Regions from separate parts of the Mus musculus genome. Here all the other regions are linked to region 1. A link is a contact called in public HiChIP or PLAC-seq data. All regions are on one chromosome and are shown on one strand. Each heading gives the region's core, a stretch centred on a gene start, on an enhancer-like site or on the middle of the called end of the contact. The rest is flanking DNA. Distances are from core to core; before and after follow the strand shown. Region 1 has its middle 7.1 kb from the start of Trp53rkb. Region 2 overlaps Gm30320 (a long non-coding RNA gene). Region 3 has its middle 34 kb from the start of Gm30536.

The links. HiChIP or PLAC-seq counts read pairs in DNA pulled down with a chosen protein or histone mark.
Region 2: a contact with region 1 is called in an H3K4me3 HiChIP or PLAC-seq map of craniofacial prominence, with 3 times the contacts expected there. The contact joins two enhancer-like sites. A contact is called at or near these places in 6 of 39 promoter capture datasets (the 3T3-L1 cell line, embryonic stem cells, hippocampal neurons and 2 more), 1 of 484 Hi-C or Micro-C datasets (cerebral cortex), 7 of 115 datasets of contacts at active chromatin or transcription factors (bone marrow-derived macrophages, craniofacial prominence, embryonic basal ganglia and 4 more) and 3 of 9 other capture datasets (embryonic stem cells, liver and macrophages).
Region 3: a contact with region 1 is called in an H3K4me3 HiChIP or PLAC-seq map of bone marrow-derived macrophages, with 3 times the contacts expected there. The contact joins two enhancer-like sites. A contact is called at or near these places in 4 of 39 promoter capture datasets (the 3T3-L1 cell line, embryonic stem cells, hippocampal neurons and 1 more), 2 of 115 datasets of contacts at active chromatin or transcription factors (bone marrow-derived macrophages and effector CD8 T cells) and 2 of 9 other capture datasets (liver and macrophages).

What each region holds. Positions count from the first base shown.
Region 1 is chr2:166,784,546-166,788,825 of GRCm38.p6, reverse strand. No RefSeq gene overlaps it. Among named protein-coding and RNA genes, the nearest start is that of Trp53rkb, 7.1 kb to the left of the region's middle. Within about 2 kb of position 2,000, at least 336 of the 459 cell types and tissues checked have an H3K27ac peak or open chromatin away from gene starts, as enhancers often do. A contact at or near this core is called in bone marrow-derived macrophages, cerebral cortex, craniofacial prominence and 3 more, where this site is marked.
Region 2 is chr2:166,178,858-166,183,137 of GRCm38.p6, reverse strand. Gm30320 (a long non-coding RNA gene) reads right to left here. Exons shown (of 4, transcript XR_866951.1): 3 at 3,990-4,280; 4 at 401-760. Among named protein-coding and RNA genes, the nearest start is that of Gm30536, 13 kb to the left of the region's middle. Within about 2 kb of position 2,212, at least 165 of the 459 cell types and tissues checked have an H3K27ac peak or open chromatin away from gene starts, as enhancers often do. A contact at or near this core is called in bone marrow-derived macrophages, cerebral cortex, craniofacial prominence and 2 more, where this site is marked.
Region 3 is chr2:166,226,543-166,230,822 of GRCm38.p6, reverse strand. No RefSeq gene overlaps it. Among named protein-coding and RNA genes, the nearest start is that of Gm30536, 34 kb to the right of the region's middle. Within about 2 kb of position 2,187, at least 35 of the 459 cell types and tissues checked have an H3K27ac peak or open chromatin away from gene starts, as enhancers often do. A contact at or near this core is called in bone marrow-derived macrophages and effector CD8 T cells, where this site is marked.

The DNA of each region.
Region 1 (4,280 bases), core at 751-3,250:
GAGTTTTGGAGGGGAGGTGTTAGCAGTGTAGAAATTGGGGAGTGGCCTAACCATTAAGCTGATTGAGATGTTAAATATAAGGCTTTCTCTCTCTCTCTCTCTCTCTGTGTGTGTGTGTGTGTGTGTGTGTGTGTGTGTCTGTCTGTCTGTCTGTCTGTCTTTCTTTCGTTTGAGAATCCAAAGCATTGGGGCCGGTAGCGAGGAATGTGCGCAGCTGCCGCTGCCAGGGAGAGAGCCCATGTTAATCAACTACAGCTACAGTCCCCAGTTCAAGTAAATTGTGTAAATTAAACTCAAAGGTGCCTCCTACTTATAGCTGGTATTCCATGAACAGCACAAAAAAAATGGGGTGAGTGTGAAAATTCGTCCACTCTGATCAGTTTAGCAGAGGCTTGCTCATGCCCCTGGTGGAAGGAGGAGTTTTGAAATACACCTTAATTCTTTTTTTTTTTTTTTTTTTTTTTTTTTTTTGGTTTTTTCGAGACAGGGTTTCTCTGTGTAGCCCTTGCTGTCCTGGAGCTCACTTTGTAGACCAGGCTGGCCTCGAATTCAGAAATCCGCCTGCCTCTGCCTCCCGAGTGCTGGGATTAAAGGCGTGCACCACCACGCCGGGCATACACCTTAATTCTTTAACTTTTGACTCCACCTGTCCTGCTGGAATATTTGTCTGATACTTAGGTCCAAACTGATTGCCAAGAGACTGCTCTTTAGATGATTTGGCTTTTTCACACAAATGTGTTTTGAAATTATATTTTGACCCAGGTGTGGTGATACATGCCTTTATTATCAGCACTTTAATATCAGAGGCAGGTGGATAATCTGTGAGTTTCAAGGCCAGCTTGATCTATAGAGGGAGTTCCAGGATAGCCAGGGCTACACAAAGAGACTCTGTCTCTAAAAACAAACAAACAAAAATTAAGGTATATTTTATTTATATGTGTGTTTGGCAAATGTATAATTGTGTACCTCATGGGTGCCTGGTGCCAGTGAAGGTCAAATAAAGAAACAGTTATGAGTTCCCTGGTAGCAGAACTGGAGCTATGGACCACTGTGAGCCAACATATGGGCACTGGGAATCAAACCCTGGACCTCTGGAAGAATAACAAGTGCTCTTAACCACGGAGCCATCTCTCCATCACCTTCCATCTTGCTTTTTTGAGATAGGCTTTCTCACTGAACTTCAGTGAGCCCCAGGGATCATGTCATCTCTGCTTACTCCTAACCCCAAGGGCGCCTCCGTGACTGTTGGAGATCTGGACTCACTGAACCATGTCCCCAGCCCCCTTGCAGCAGCTTTTGCCTCTCTCTCTCTCTCTCTCTCTCTCTCTCTCTCTCTCTCTCTCTCTCTCTCTCTCTCTTACTCCCTCCCTCCTTCCCTCTCTCTCCCCCACTGGATTTGGCCCTATAAAGTTGTCAGATTCTTCTAGATTTAGGTTCCGATGCTACCATTCAGCTCTTCAGGTTTGACAGTCGGGAAAGGTAGTCACTGAGATTTCCCCAAATTCTCCCTATATCATGTTGCTCCTGTCGGGTTCTCTTCTTTTGTAATAGCTGAGACACTTTTTTGGGGGGGGGGGTGGCGGAGGCAAGAACACTACCTAGTGTTCTTCTGCTTTTCATCATGTCAGGAGACATGGGGTGACAGTTTGTGCCACTTCTGGCGGCACCAGTTTCCCCCACTGTATCGCAAGCTGTTCTCTGATGTAAACCGTGATACTTGGGGTCTGAATGCCTTGTGACCCAATGCCCTTTCAAACCAGTGACTTAGGGCTCCTGACCTCGGGCCTCAGTTTGCTCGTCTAAAAAGTATTGACGCTGCCGCCTCAGCTACTAGTCTTGAGAAACGGTGTTTGGCCCACAATGAACACGCCATAGATGTCAGGACTCCAGGATGGAGACAAGCATGGGGGGAAAACTATGCTCTCTTTAGCTCCGGGGAGGAGAAAGCCTCTTAGGCAGTGTGACCACGCCCCTGTCGCACGCACGGCCTCCTGGGACCCGTAGTGCTGGGCGTGGCCTTGGAACTACAAATCCCAGCGATCCCCCGCGTCGCCACTCAGCTCCTCAGAGCACTGGTGGCCCACCAAGATGCCCGGGCTTAGTCGGTGTCGGTATCCCGGACCGAGTCCGGGTCGATAGCCCGGAGGGAGCAGCTAGTTTCCTCTTGGGAGCCGCGCTGAGGAAGGTTTCGCGACCAGCAGGAACAGGAGGATGCAGGGGTTTGAGATCTGTGTGGGGTGGATGTGGGTTCTCCAGTGTGTACAGGCTTGATGTTGAGAGAGAGGTCTGTCCTCTGCGAGTGGATGCTGTGTCTGTGGTCTGTGCCAAGTGAATATGGAATGTGTGAAGTGGATGCAGGGTCTGTGGCGAGTGTTGGGTGAGTGCGCGGTGGATGCGGCGTATGGGGCGGAGGCGATGTGTGTGGTATGGAGACTTTGCGGAGGAAGAGTTTGAGGCAGGTGCGGGGTGGAAGCGAATCTGCATTTCTGTATGGAATGAGTGCAGGGTAGATTCGGGGTCTGCCCTGCATGCGTGGTGGGTACAGTTTCTGCCGTCAGGTATCACCTCTCACCGTGGTCTCTTTCATTCCCCAATCGTCAGTCTTGCTTCATTCGTTGATTCTATTTACAAGAGTTTTAAATGAATCGAGTCCGCACAGCCTGTGAGAGAAGCACAGGCCAGTGCTACTTCCTAGGCAGCTTGGTGGTAACTTTCTCTTTTGTCCTTTGGGTGAGAAAACTGATCGGAACAGCACCCTAACGACCATACCTGTTCTGTGCCAGGGCATGCTAACCACTCTGATAACTAATCAAGGAGTAAAAGACATCGGTGGTCATGGAAAAGAAGTTATCAGAAATTGGTGAGATGGCTAAGCAGGTAAAGGCGATTGCACCAAGCCTGGTCACCTGAGTTCCATCCCTGAGACTCAGATGGTGGAAGGAGGAGAAATGATAGATGCAAGTTGTCCCTAAGTGTCACCTCCCTGAGTAGATAAGTAAACGTAATTTAAAATATTTTAAAGTGCAAGACAGGGGCTGGAGAGATAGCTCAGTGGTTGAGAGCACATTCTGTTCTTCCAGAGGACCCGAGTTTCTAGCATCCACGTTGTGCCACTCACAATGGCTTGCAAACTCAGGTCCACAGGATTTGCTGCCTCAAATCTCCACAGCGCCTGCACTCATATGCACATACCTACACATAATACATACTTTAAAATAACAAAAATATGTCCTTTTTTTTTTAAATCACAAAGTCTCTGAAATGTTCTTTTTAAAAAAGAGTTCAGGTTTACTACACGGGAAGATTGAAGTCAGCTGGTGCTGGAGACCCTGTCAGCAAGCTGAGGTCCATCAATGGTCTTTGCTTCCTGACTGTGGTACTGTGATCAACCAGCTCAGCGCCCATTCCAGCTCTCATAGGCAGAGCTGATCTTTTTTTTCCCCTCTCCCTCTTGCTCCGGCCCGCCCGCCCGGCTTGCTCTGCACCACCCCACACCACCCCACCCCCGCCCTCATTCTGGCTTGCTCACTGGCAGAGCTGATCTCTCCCCCCCCCGCCCCCCTTTAACCCCCCTCCTCCGGCCAGCTTGCTCTGCACCCCCCCATGTCCCCTCGCTCCAGCCTGCTCTCTGGCAGAGCTGATCTTCCCTTCACCCTTGCTCCAGCCCGACTCGCCCGCCCCCGCCTCCCAGGCCCCCTTGCCCCCGCCTGCTCACTGGCAGGGCTGATCTTGCTGCCATGCTTTGCTCACTGGTGGGGTGCACACTTAAAATAAGCCTCGGGCGGCTTTCACACAGCAATGAAAACTATTGATACAAATTTGTGTTTTTTATTCTCCCCTCCCTTTTTGTTTTATTACTGTTCTTTCTACTTACCTTTACGCATGTATGTCTGTCTGTCTGTGTGTGTGTGTGTGTGTGTGTGTGTGTGTGTGTGTGTGTGTGTCAAGTGCCTGTGGAGGACAGAGATGCCAGATCCTCCTGGGACTGGGAGATGCCCGACAAGAGTGTGGGGAACAGAACTTAGGTCTTCTGGAAGAGCAGTATGCACTCTTAACTCTGGAGCCAGCTCTCTGGCCTCCACTTTCCTCCTTCCTGTATGTATCTGTCCTAAACTGAGTAAGAATTTCAGATAAATGACAACTACATTTGGTTAATACTAGTATGTGTTATGGTTTAGAAATACAATGTCGTCGTCGTCCCCCCCACAGACTCATGTGTTCTAACACTTAGTCTCCAGTTGGTGGCGCTGTCCTGAGAGGTTGTGGCACTCCTAGAACTG
Region 2 (4,280 bases), core at 963-3,462, 610 kb after region 1:
TAGCAAACTTGTAAGGTGGCTCCCTTTCTATCCCTAGAGATGAGTCCCTTACCAGTCTGGTCTGGGTGGGTGGTACCTGGCAGATGATGCAGTTTCAGAGTCCACCCAGGGGTTGCAGTCACCCATCCCCACCCCTGCCATCAAGATGGAGTCCAGAGCTCTTTTTTTTTTTACAGACTTATTTATTTTATTATATGTAAATACACTGTAGCTATCTTCAGTCGCTGTAGAAGAGGGCGTTAGATCTGGTTGTGAGCCACCATGTGGTTGCTGGGATTTGAACTCAGGACCTTTGGAAGAGCAGTCAGTGCTCTTAACCGCTGAGCCATCTCCATCCCCAGAGCTCTTTGTAAGATGGAGTCTCCTAGGGCAAGCCCCCTCCCCCCCCCCCCCCCCGCAAACCCACTGTGTTATACAATATGCAGTAACTTAGCATAGGGTCTAGCCTCAGTCAGCAGTCGCCCTCCTTGTTCCGGAAGGTGAGCTCTGAGGACCTCCTTTCCCTATGGACCTCGGAAGGACGATGCTGGGCCTCAGGGTAGGTGCATCAGCACTCCCCATTGCTCAACAGCAGCTGTCAGGTCCCCTTCTCTACTGACATTCAGCCAGGTCCCCATATGCTGCTCCTGGCCTCTCCAAGCCTCACTGCTGGGGTAGCAACGCCACCCTGTTTGGCTGCAAACATCGCCTCTCAGGTCATTTAACCGTCTCTTTGCTTCCTGCTTCAATGCATCATGTTAATGAGGCTTTGTCTCCTACCCTGAAGAGAAGAAAATTAAAAACAGCAAACGCATGTCACATGGCACCAACCCAGGCTTGCGGGGACATTCAAGATGGGGACACAATCCTCTCAGATTCATCTCTTCACATTCCCTGTCCTTCCAGGTGTCCGTCACAGAAATGCAGCCCACCTCCTTTGAGACAGGTCTCTCTTCGGCCTGGAGCTCACCAATTAGGCAAGACTGGTTGGCCAGCGAGCCTCCTGTCCACACCTCCCGCACTGGGGCTACCCACGCATGCCACCACACCCAGCTTTCTTATGTGGGCTCTGGAACTCAAGTCCTTAAGCTTAACCGCCTCCTCAGCCCCTCTAAGGACCTTTTAAATAAAATTGATAGCAGCCAGCCTTTCTTGATCCCTGTCCCTTCGACTCCATGTCCCTTCCCACACAACGCAGATTTGATGTACAGGGGTGGGGATGTTTGGTTAGGAAGGGAATGTGGGGCCAGTGGCCACGTGAGCAAGCCCAGAGTCTGTCCTTCCATGGCACTTACAAGAACACCCTCAAGGCCTGCAGCTGCTCCCTGCTGCTAGCCCGCAATGGATCTGGAGCCCCCAAACCATTCAGGAAGTGCCCGAATCCAACCCTTAGAAACTGGAGGCAACAAAGGCTTGTGTGAGCCATGAACATTGGAAGGATGGGGGACTTTGTTACACAGCCAAAGCTGACTGCTACAAAGCCCACACCCGCTTCACACTCCTATGTGTCTAGAAATATTCAGGGCACGATCTACAGCCCAGCTCCCATTACCTTCCTTCGGCATCCCCACCCTGAGGCATGCCCACTCTCTGCCCTCAACAAGCCTTCAGAATGGTCCCATTTTCCAGCCTGAGCACCAGTCCAAGAGAAGGGGGGATCCTAACCAATTAGCCCAAGTTTCCATGAGCTCTGTCTGTCTCAGCCCAGAAGGTCATATGTCCATGAAGCACCCAGCCACAGTCTGAGATGCAATGAGATCCACCCTGCAGAGATTGTTTTATGGAGATTTCTGTTCAATGTCAGACCAGCTTCTGTCTTTTCAATCTTCCAGACTGCTAAAGGATGTGAAATCTTTGCCTCTGACCACTTCCTCATCCAGGCCCATATGGAGAAGTGAAAGGACTTTTTGGGACTCTTTCTTGCTTGTTCCTTTAGAAGGAACAAGTGTTTGTGTGCCCTTTATTCCGACTATGGGCATAAGAATGTCTGCCTTTCCCTGCAACCAACACATCCTATCCCAGCAAACATGAACTGTTGTCAGGGACACGAGGAACCCGACTCCATGTCTTCTGAGAACTCCAAACAGCCTGGCTGTGTACAGTCACACTGTCAGTAGAAACAGAAACCATAGAAATGGGGTAAGCACACCCCACGAGGCATCAGAAAGGGGTGCAGACTATAGTGTGGGTGGGGCCGGTGGGGGAGGAGTTTGGAGCATGGAGCAACAGAATGGAAACTGGAAAGCTGCCAAGGAAACTATGGCAGAGAGAGCCAGAAAGCACCCGGGACGTTTGCTCAGGACTGGAGGGAGCGAGGCGTCATTAAGCTGACTTGCCTGGGCTTCCACGAGACAATGGGATTCATTTAATGAGAGAGGCCCCGGCATGGCAGAAATCTAAATTAATCCTTTGCTCGGCAGTTCACAGGGGAAGATGAGGAAGAAGTTGTCTTTAGAAATCACAACACTTTTTCCACCACCAAGGTAAAAACTCAGAGAGGAAAGAGAATGGGATAGGCACAAACAAACTTTCAAAACTGGCCCTGTCCTGTGCTTCCAGCCTGGCTGCTCCTCCAGGGCCTGCCTCTGGAGTTCTCTGGGGAAAACTGTCTCTGGGCCCCATGAGACTTCTCTCCCTTGCTGCTGCTGGCCTTAGCCCTCAAACTCTCAGTTCAACTGGCTAACTCCCTGGCTGGGTTTTCTTCTGGTGATTAAAAACACAGAAGTCAATCTTTTCCAGATGCCTGTGGTCGCTTTCCTGTGCTTTGGGGCTTCTGTTACCAGGCAGAGTAGACTCGAGATGAAATTGAAACCTGCCAACACAGGCAGGTCCCCCTCTCAAAGACTCATAAAAAAACGGGTGCGAGGAATACTCAAAACAGCTGGGACGGGCAAATGGCTTCTAGAAGCCCTGCTTCTGTGTGTTAGGAAGGAGGATGGGCCCATCCCTTGGAGAGTCTGATGGTCTCTGTTTGCTGTGATGTGATTTCTCCCAGGGCAGGCTGGGGTGTACACACCCATCCTATAAGCTGGGAGCTTTTATTATCTGTCTTATACACAATACTTGCTGCCCACAGTGCTATTTTGACCAAAGACAGGAAAGTAATTTTCCGAAAGTGAGCCACCAGCCCCCCTAAGGGTATCAACTTCAGTCCTGAATGGCTCAGCTCCTGGTTTCTTGCCTTGACCAGGCCTCCAAAGACAGAGTCTAGGCCAATCCCTCCCACTCCCCTCCCCCAGGTTGTTGCTCTGGGCAACATCTTCTCAGGCAGGCCTCTCTTGACCTCTGCACTCTGCATCCCTGACAGCTGGCCTCCAAGGGAACCAAAAGCTCAGATTTCTTCTGTTATAATAGGACTTCAGGCATAAATCCACTCTTCTGAAATTTCATTTCGGCTCTGCATAAACCCAGAGGGAAGCAGCTACACATAGCCATTAGGAAATATGTGTGTAGCTCGGCTGGTAGAGCGCTTGCCTGACTTTTGCAAAACCTCCCTCAGCAAAAGCCCAGCATGGTGGCACACACCTGTCACCCAGCACTAGAGAGGTGCAGACATCAGGACCAAGAGTTCAAGGTCATCCTTAGCCACTTAGCAAGCTTAAGGGCAGCCTTTAGAGGGCTGAGAACCTGTATAGAAAGGAAGGAAGGAAGGAAGGAAGGAAGGAAGGAAGGAAGGAAGGAAGGAAGGAAGGAAGGAAGGAAAGAAGGGAGGGGAGGGGAGGGGAGGGAGGAAAAGGGGAGGGAGGAAAAGGGGAGGGGAGGGGAGGGGAAGGGAGGAAAAAGGGGAGAACCTTACCACTCAGAAGGGCAGATACTAACTCATCTGTAAGTATCCACTGTCTGCTGCCTCCCATCTGCCTCCAGAGCCCCCTCAGCCCTGCCGCAGCTCTTTCTGGCTCCCCTGCTCCTATGCCTTCCAGCTCCAGAAACAGAAACCCTCCCTTCCAGAGAGAGATCGAAATCCCTATCACGCACCCTGGGTGTGGCTCTCAGCTTTCTGGATTCCTCACCTTCCATCCTCACGTCTCCTGTTCATCTCTTCTCTTTGACATTGTTCTCTTCAATCTCTGGGGCCGTTTCAAACCCTAAGTGCACCTCGGAGTTCAATGCAGCTTTGGCGACAACCCCTGGGTTCCCGAGTCAACCGTTCCTCTCCTAGATGTCCCTGTTTTAACTGTGACTTCTAGGAGTGACCTTTGACCCTTGGATCACCTAGCCCTCGGATCAAAACTATTAGTAAGAAAACTGCTTCTGGCCAGGGGTGGAGGCACGTGCCTGAAGTTCCTGAACTTGGCAAAGCC
Region 3 (4,280 bases), core at 938-3,437, 560 kb after region 1:
AGGTAGCGCAAGGCCATCTGCCCTGTTCTGCCAACACTGGAGTCCTCGGATGCAGAATGTGCCAACACCCACCGGCTGTGATTGACAGCCTGCCTGCTGTTGCCTCTCTTAGAAAACTGTGAGGACCAGCAGAGCATCCCCAACAACCTGGCCTTCCATTTCTTACCTATGGACAGTGTGAACCCCCTTCAGAGCTGCTGAGGACAGAGTGAGGTCATGCCAGTAAAGTGTCAGGAGCCATGACCTCACCCAGTAAGTACTCAATAAATGCAGATGTAACAAATGCCCTGTGCGCACACGGTTCCCCGACTCCCAGCACCAGGACGACCCCCGCGTCTCCGTAAGCATCACTTGGCTGTCCGTTGTTGCAAAGTCTCATTGATCCAGGCACACAGCAAACGAAATGTCACAGGAGAAAGACGCACCCGGAGTGGGATGGGATCATTTAAAAAAAAAAAAAAAAGTTTCCACACTCAAGAAAAGCTAAACTTTCTTCCAGTTTTGTTCCTGTGGGATGTTTCCAGAGAGTAAAAGGGTGGCCCCGCCCAGAGTCCGAGTTCCCAGGTGTAATAAGCCTGTTCCCAAGGCCTTCCTCTGAGCCACTGGCCTGGCCCTCCTCTCCTACCTGACTCCCTGCTCCCCACTGTGGAACAGCTGTCCCGGCCTTGCTCTTCCTGAAGCACAAGAAGGACTGTCCCCTTAAAGCTGGGCACTTACTGTCCCTGCCCCAACCTCAAGCCTTCCCATGCAGGTCTCAGTCCTAACTGGGGACAGAGAGCTCTCTCCCAAGACACTGAGTCCCAGGCCACATGCTGCTGTGCCCTCTCTCTCCCACCGCCTCCCTCCCACCCTCTCTCTGCTCTCTACCCTTCATCACACTGTTGTGTTTTCTTCTCTGTCTCTATCTGGAAAGTCCTAGGTAGCTGTCGGCTCCCTGCATTGCGCTGTGGGTGAATTTTCAAGGAAGCCTTACAGGAGAGAGCGCCATCTCCCCACACCCCTGCATCCTCCAGCCCCAGGCACCTAGGACGAGTACATTCTCATCAATGCACACATACCTTGTGCCTTGTTAGGTGAATGGATGAGTGAGTTAGTCAGTGGATGGATAGGTGGATGAATGGATGGATGGTCCCTATAGAAAGAGGTTTCTTGAGCAGGGCGTGGTGGCACACGCCTTTAATCCCAGCACTTGGGAGGCAGAGGCAGGCGAATTTCTGAGTTCAAGGCCAACCTGGTCTACAGAGTGAGTTCCAGGACAGCTAGGGCTACACAGAAACCCTGTCTCAAAAAAGAGAAAGAAAGAGAGAGAGAGAGAGAGAGAGAGAGAGAGAGAGAAAGAAAGAAAGAAAGAGTAAAGAAAGAAAGAGGTTTCTTCTTTCTCCTTACAGCTCGAACTCTGCACACATTCCCTGGCGTTGTGTTAAGCGGCCATCTTGTGCTGCCGTGCCCTTGCATCATGTCCCTTGCTCTTGTCCACCCCTTTCCCCTCCAATACCAGCTTTCCCTGGAAGGCCGAGAGCTCTTGGAGGTCATAGGCTGGCTTCTGGAGACTGCTTCAGTAAAAGGTTTTGTGCTTGACTCCAGGGCTGGGCTGCTACAGTTGGACTAGGTTGGAATTACACTAGTGAGGAGGGGTGAGTGGCTGGAGTGGAGCAGAATGGGCTGGAGTCAGGTGGGGAGGGTAGAAGGATCTGATCGGTTGTAACCAGTTGGGCTGGACTGTGCTGAGTTGGGTTTGTTGAGTTCCACTGAGCTGGCGTGGAAAACTGAGTCACTGCAAATTTCATTCACTCTCCAGCTTTCCCATCAGCAGAAGCTGGTCCCTCTGTCAAGGTGATTTTCCCTCTCTGTTGCTTCCACTAGACTCTCATATGTCCCCTATCCAGACTCTGTGACTCACCCCCTCCCTACCGGGCCCCCAGTCTCTGTCCATCATATCCCCACATGCCTGGTGCCTGGCTCTGGCTTTCAAACCCTAAGCCCCACACACATTCAGAAATTGTTTGATCAAAGGATCAAAGTAATGACAAAGCCAGGTAGGAGGGCACCGAGGAGCCCAGGAGACACAAGCCAGGTATTTGATGTCCACTTCCCCCTTGGAGAAGATCAGCTCTAGGAGGATTGTGTGCCCTGACTTTGCCCTTGACCAACCCAACCCAACCCAACCTAATCCATCCCTCTGGAGAGGAGGGTTCAGAAAGCCTGTGGACACGGCCTTGAGGCCAAAATGGGAAGGGGAAATGACTCAGCTGAGCCCAGGAGGAAGGTCTCAGCTGGCAGATCCACATCCATCCAATGAGCGTGACAGAGTGTCTCTACGCACCTCCGTCTCTGCCCAAAAGCACAGGCCACAGCATCCATTGCAGACTTGAGCTCACGGGGGGGGGGGGGGGGCGATGCAGAGGGAGCCTGGGTGGATGGCAAATAGGGAGAACACAGTTCTTGGCTTCCAGAGATGACATACAGAAGCCACAGCCTAAGATGGCCATGAGCTTAGCCTATGAGAGGGAGGAAAGGGGTGATCTATAGTGGAGATCTACAGGGGTGATCTATAGTGGTGATCTACTGGGATGACCAGCCTGGAGGAGCAGACAAGAGAAGGAGGTGTAGCCAGAGGGGTTTTCTAGGATCCACAAAGCCCAGGGCACAACTCCTCCGCTCATGAATACAAACATTGCATCCTTCTGCATCCACACTGAACTTCGGGGTAGTTTTTGTTTGTTTAATGTTTCTGAATATTTGATGAGAATAATTTTTTTAAAAAAATATATAGTAAAGGGAAGAACTTTTAAAAAGTTGGAGATTCATCTCTGCCGTGTTTGAACCAGTTTCTCAAAGATAAAGTCATAACTATTTCACAAACATCAAATAACCATGTGTCAAAATTTTATTTAACTCAGTAGCTAGTGAAAGATCTGGGAAGATTTTAGAGACAATTCAAGTAGACTAAGCTGTCTGGCTGTTGAGCCCCCAGGGATCCTCCTGTCCCCACCTTGCCAGTACTGAGATTCCAGGCTCACCCCACTGCACCAGCTTCTCTCTATGTTCTCATGCTTACACCGACTGGGCAGGGACTTTCCCAGCCAGCCATCCCTCGGCGCTTGGTGTTTCTTTGATGTCTGTGGAGTGTGTCACGCCCTGTGGCCACCCCACGCCTGTCCTGAGTCTCCTGAGGTCTCAAGCAGGTAGTGTCTGAGGTTGACATCTTGCTGCTTTTAAAGCCACAGGTTCACACATCTCTTAGGAGCCTCACATCACAGAAGTGTTTAGATACTTTTTTTTTTGCATACTAATATTGTCCTTTTTCTACTCTAAGCAGTGTCCTGCGAGTCAGTTCCTTTGATCTGTTCTTGAGTATAGCGTTAATGGTGCCTATACTGGTTATTCTGTTTCTATACCTCATTCTGCAGTAAGAGAGCATCCTGAGATAAGATGTAGGAGGAAGGGTGGACGGAGAGCTAATAGTGTGGGAGGGCAGGCAGCCACCTTCCCATGGCCTACAGCTTCTGTGTTTCTCTCCCCGATAACAAGAGCCCAGTTCTTTTCAGGAGAACAAGGCCTTCCCCCACACACTCAGGAAGGCCTGCCAATCAGGGTGACTGGCCCCTCACCCAGGCAATGTGTGCTTTCTTCCTGGAAGCTGCTCATTAAGTGGGGTGACCAAAACATCACAAGCAGTTGAAACTGGCCCCTCTGTGGCCAAATCTGTTCCTGTTGCTCACAGAGAGCCCTGACCCAAAACGAAAGAAAACAAACCATGAACAGAAATACCATTGAAAAGGCTGAAAGGTCTGCTGGGGGTGGGGAGTGCCCCACCAACTGGGGGTGGGGAGTGCTCCACCAGCATGCATAGGGTCGCAGGTTCAATCCCCAGTAGAGGGGGGCAGGGAGAAAGGCCTACAAAGAATGTTAATGAAGTGCACTGGAGTGGCCAAGGAGGACCTGAGTTGGAATTCCCAGCTCCCATGTAAAAGGTCAGACATGGCTGTAAGTGTGCCTCACACCCCAGTACCGTGGGCATGGGAGACAGGAGGATCTCAGGGTCTGGCTGGCTAGCAAGACCATAGACCAAGACCAAGACATAGAGCAAAACACCAGAAGACATCCTACACACTCACACACACACACACACACAGGGGAGGAAAAATCTATTAATCTGGGGCAAAAGAACATTTAGTTCATCCTTGGACAACTACTCTCATTCACCAAGTTTTAGCCAGGTCCTCTAGGCTTCTTTGCAACCAGGCCTGAACTTTGAACTTTGACCCTGGCCTCACCAG